Regions from separate parts of the Sus scrofa genome. Here region 1 is linked to region 2. A link is a contact called in public Hi-C data. All regions are on one chromosome and are shown on one strand. The core of a region is the stretch at or near the end of the contact, and the rest is flanking DNA. Distances in the headings are between cores, read along the strand shown.

The links. Hi-C and Micro-C count contacts between places; a contact is called where the count stands out from the background.
Region 1: a contact with region 2 is called in a Hi-C map of blood, with 2.1 times the contacts expected there. The contact joins the promoter of SLFN11 here to the promoter of AP2B1 in region 2. A contact is called at or near these places in 4 of 47 Hi-C or Micro-C datasets (all in blood) and 1 of 2 datasets of contacts at active chromatin or transcription factors (alveolar macrophages).

Annotation. Positions count from the first base shown.
Region 1 is chr12:39,973,449-39,976,148 of Sscrofa11.1, forward strand. It overlaps SLFN11 (schlafen family member 11), which reads left to right and starts at 1,286. Exons shown (of 5, transcript XM_021067411.1): 1 at 1,286-1,439.
Region 2 is chr12:39,925,445-39,928,157 of Sscrofa11.1, forward strand. AP2B1 (adaptor-related protein complex 2, beta 1 subunit) reads right to left here and starts at 1,434. Exons shown (of 22, transcript NM_001243183.1): 1 at 1,367-1,434.

The sequences.
Region 1 (2,700 bases), core at 36-2,535, 48 kb after region 2:
CAGAGCCATAGCAACACGGGATCCGAGCCGCGTCTGCGACCTACACCACAGCTCACGGCAACGCCGGATTGTTAACCCACTGAGCAAGGGCAGGAACCGAACCCGCAACCTCATGGTTCCTAGTCGGATTCGTTAACCACTGCGCCACGACGGGAACTCCTTCTTGAGTACTTTTAATACAAAACAATCCACATGCCATTGTGGCATATCTTGGGGCAGCTTGCTCTCAAACAAGGGCCGCAAACACAGGGGTACTATGAAATGCTGGCACCACATTAAATCTGCTGTGAATGGTGGCTATTAAGACACTCCCTGGACCCTGCTGAGTTTTTCTCATTGGACATTTAAGCGTAATTTTTTTAAAAAATCTATGTTTTGGGGTAATTTGTAGGTTGTATTGCTTTTCTGCAGCCAGGTCATTACCTGCCCTGTTTGGCCACTTGTAGGCAATGTCATGAAGTGATAATGCTGTCCATGTTGGAACCAGATTTGGTACAAACTGGATTTATGTGGCAGTCTGTAATACCAGTAATTTCTAGGACAATCCACTATGAATAGTGAGCCAAGAGAGTGTGACAGTGAGAGACAGGAAATACGGCAGTTCAGTAGTCCCTGAACCTGGTAGACCAGAGAATCAACTGGGGAACCTTGAAAATATAGATTCATTGTTTGATTCTGCACCTCTAGGGAGGAGCCCTAGCATTTTCATTTTTTTTTTCCCCTTTTTAAAACTTTTATTTTAGGGAGTTCCTGTAGTGGCTCAGTGGTTAATGAACCCAACTAGCACCCATGAAGACGTGGGTTCGATCCCTGGCCTTGCTTAGTGGGTTAATGATCCAGCATTGCTGTGACTGTGGCATAGGCTGGCAGCTGCTGCTCTGATTTGACCCTTAGCCTAGGAACTTCCATATGCTACAGGTACATCCCTAAAAAAAGACAAAAAAAAAAATATTTTTAAATTTTTATATGATTTTATTTTTATATTATTTTATTTGTATTTTAAAAACAATTTTAGAATCTACATTTTTAAAAAGTGTGCTGAAAGGTTCTGATGAGCAGCCAATACAGAGAACTAATTGCTGGGTTGTAGTGTCAATCCTAATGGTTGAATTTTTTTTCTTTCCTTTTTCACTGTCTTGAATAAACACATTGCCAGCCACCTCCCTGCAATGAGGCTCTTTTGTTTTGGAGATTGTGGTTGATTTTATATCTGACCATCCGGGTCACCATTTTTTCTGCGTTTTAGTTTTTCTTTCTTTCTCTCAGGCCTTAGTTTCCCGCCCTTATGATGCAATTTCAGCAAGAACGAGCCCGCCAAACCCTCAGCCTGCATCCTCCACCCTACTAAAAGCAGAACTCCAAGATTGCGTGCTTTCTTTTTCGCTCTACCTGCAACCTCGCTGTGTGGCCCCAGGTCTGCTGTGTATTTTCCAGGACCTGTAAGTAATAAACCTTTTTTTTTTTTCTCTTTTTCAAAGTTTCCTGGTGGTTGTTGCTGAAAGGCATCTTGAAATCATTATAAGATCCATAGGGCAGGTCCAACTACGATGGTTATTGATAACTGAGACCTGCAGAAAACAGGACATCATAAACTCAATTCCCTCTAGGGCACGACACTTTTTCTCAACATTAAAAATGATGGCTAAACTTTTGCAATCTGTAAGAATGGCTACCCCAAAGAAACCGAAAAAAAAAAAAAAAAAGCTCAAGGGGACTGTGGCTTGTGTGGGCTGTGGAGGGAAGTTACAGATAAAGGTGGTAAGTAGAAGAAACTTAATCAAAACAGTACTCGCAGCATTGGCAGTCAAATCAATAACAAGAAATCCAGCAGCAGTTTCAATGAGATTCAACTCCAACTCAGGTTTATAGAGGCTACTGGAAAAATTAAGTGAGAACGTTAGTGAGCTGCGCTGCTTAATTTCTTATTTGGCTCCAGCACTGGTTTCTTTTCCTTATTGCATTAAAGATGTCTCTAGTAATACAGGCATGTTGTAGAAAATAGCAATTCCTCCCTCTCTCTCTATCTTCCTTTCTAATTCTACTCCTCAGGGTGTAATCGTTAAGAACAGTTTGGTGTGTATCCAAACAGGTTTTTTGGGTTGTTCTCCAAGAAGTTTAAAGTTTCCAGCCAGAACTAACTCGGTTTTCACCAGCTTATGAAAAGGACAAATTTTTATTTATAAACAAGAAACAGTCATCTTCCCCCCACCCCCCATCTCTAGGTTGGAAAGTTAGACATTAAAAGGCAAGTGCCTTCTGATTAGTTTTCTGAGAAATCGAAACCACAAAGACAGGGGCACAGCGGAGAAAGTGAAACTAAAAAGAGTGGGGATTTCTTTTTCAAGACAATCCATATGTGGCATGCCTCCTGTGCTTGCTTTTGTTAAGCTGAAGGCATCCAAACAGTTCAGGACTCAGGAGTTTTCTCTTCGGCCACCTGACCCTAAGGAATCTTCTAATTCTCAAGATAGGTATAGACCAGATGGAGATACCCAAGCCAATGCCTGTTCAGAAGGAAGAAGGGGCTGAAAAAAAGACCACAGAACTCTAAGTTCAAAATCCACCCTGTGTTGGCGTTCCAGTCATGGCTCAGGGGAAACAAATCTGACTAGCATCCATGAGGATGCAGGTACAACCCCTGGCCTCACTCAGTGGGTTAAGAATCCAGCGTTGCTGTGAACTGTGGCGTAGGTCGCAGAG
Region 2 (2,713 bases), core at 184-2,683:
AAAGGCAAAGACAAAAATAAGTAAATAAATAAATAAAATATGGACGTGTATAAAAAAGAAAAAGTTCTTCTGAACTGGACTTCCTTGAGTCTCTTCAATCACAGAATGTTAACTTATATTAATTTTGCCACCCAACTTTCACTGAGGCGATTAGCAGAACACACTATGCTTTCTGCTTCTTTGGGAGTTTAAAATGTTAAGATACCTGCAAAGAGTTCTCACCTTACCACCACGCTTAGTCATCATTGGAATGTGTTACACGTTTTCTTGTACAGCTGCACCTCCTTCATCTGCTTTCTATTATTACTTTGTAAGTGTACCCTGAGGCTAAGCAATAGAAGTACACCAGGAAGGTGATTAATGATTTAAATTGTTCCCCGTAGAGACCACTTTCTTTGCCATTCTCCCTTTTCTAAAATTATGGCGTTTACTTTCTCTTTTAAACCATAATAATTATAACAGTGTTGGCATTTAAAAAACACTTCTTTTTAAAAGTTAAAGTTTAATGAAGCGTCCACATTTTATTCACACTGCTTCATAATGAGGCAGCATAATGACAACTTCGTAATGAAAGAGTTCAAAAAAAAGCCTGCCCCCAAAAAGAAGGGTGCTCTGAAAACAGCATGAATCAATTCTTCGGATTCAAAGAATATATATGGAATAACAGGAAGTTCCCGTGTCTTTACCTCTGTCTTAATCTACAGTCTTTCTCAAACCAGACCATTCCTGCTAAGACCAGAAAGAAAAAATTCCGGGCTAAGATTTACTCCCACTTGCTTCCCTCCCCCTACATAGGGTCAATTCCGGAGGTTTTTCTTCCCTTTCTCCAACGTCAGGAATTCCTCCTCCTCCCCCCAGATGGTCATGACTCTAGGGATAGGTTCCTCCATTACAAGGTGGGGAAGAGGTGTCTCAACCTCAAAACGACGGGAGACTGGCGAGGATTGCTTATCAATGAGCAAAGCTTTGGGGGAATCCCTTTTCCCTTCTACTGGCTGGACACGTCCCAGCCTCTCAATGAACGACGCCAAACCGGGAAGGAAGGGTCTCCCCCTGGCCTCCAGTCTTTACTGGCCACACCCCTGGCCCATGGCCCTCGTAATCCCCCGACTTCAAATATACCTTTCTTTCCCCCAGTGTCCCCCAACTCCCAGTTGCCACCCCGAGGATTCCCCCGCCCCGCCTCAGCGGTGGAGTCCCTTTCTCCAACCCTATTCCTCACAACGGTCACACCCGACGGCTCACTCCCTCCTCAACGGTCACGCTCCTAGGATTTCCTCTCCTCCGCTCGTCTCCAACCTAACCTGGGGTTCCCCCTTGCCCATCAAAGAGGGACACACCCCAAAGTTAGCCGCCTTGAACTCACCGGAGGCAAGGGTGGGGGTGGCGGCAGCGGCCAGAGAGCACGGCCCGAGCGGTGTTGTAATGGTTTCCTGCACGTCACGACTCCTTCTCCAGGTCTAAGCCACTGCGCAAAACCCACTTTGCCAGGGACAAAGATGGAGGACAGGAAGCCCCTGACGTCAGAGAACCTCGCCGCGTGGCGTCATCCAGGCGCGCGAGAGCACCAGAAAGGCAGCGCTCTCTGTCGCCTTGGAGACGAAAAAATTTTGCGCGGCAGGGAGAGACCTGAGGTCAAGGCCTCTGAGGAAGTTCAGTGGCTCTCCTAAGGGATCTATTAAACAAGCTGATAGTCTTTGGAATTTGTTTCCTCGCGTAGGTATTCTTTAAAAATTTACACATACGGTAAAAATCCCCTGTTGCTTTCTGTTAAAAACAAAAAACCCCGGCTAATTTTCCTGGCCAATTCAAGGAAGTGAACAATGGTGATCCAGCCCAATGGTGATCCAGTGGGACTGGAGGAGAGTGGGGCAAGGAAAAGAGGCTAACATAGCATCAGAGCTGAGTTCGAATCCCTGTCCTGAATGTGATTATGAAAGTAACTTAATGTCTCAACCTTAGCGTTCTTACCTATAAAATAAAGCCAATGATATAACTCAATCCAGTTTGTGAAGTTTTAACTGGATTAAGTAGATAATATGCCTAGCATGTAATATGGGTGCTGGCACAAAAGCAGCCTCCTTCAGAAACCAAGATCCAAAAATCTCTGCACCTTCCCCTCAAAACATCCCACCTTAATCTTAAGTAATAATGGGGGGGGGGTGTGCTGGGGTTGTGGGATGGAAATCCTATAAAATTGGATTGTGATGATCACTGTACAACTATAAATGTAATTCATTGAGTAATTTAAGAAAACTTAAGTAATAATAATAAAGTATTTAACCAAAAAAGATAGGAAGACAGCCTGAGGCAGAAGCTTGGAAACCAAAATACAAACAGGACTAAGGGTAGAGAAGTAGAAGGAAAAGCAAGCAGTTGTAATGATGTAGGATGTTTTTAGAGTTCTATGAAAGTATAAGAACTATATATCTCTTAGGCCCAGCTTCCCTCCCCCAAATTTGTTGAATGAATAAATGTATGAATGAGTGGTCAACAGTAACAGCTGCTATAGAGAAAAGGAGGAAGGGCTGAAAAGTGTCCAAGGATTTAGCAACACAAAGGTCTTTGATGTCATTGCTGAGACCATCAGAGATAATGAAGGCAAAGCCCATGCTGCAGAAGTGCGAAGATAGATGGGAAGGAAATGAAAACAAGAGTTACAGACAAGGAAGTCCCATTGTGGCTCAGCGGGTTAAGGACCCGAGTTTTCTTT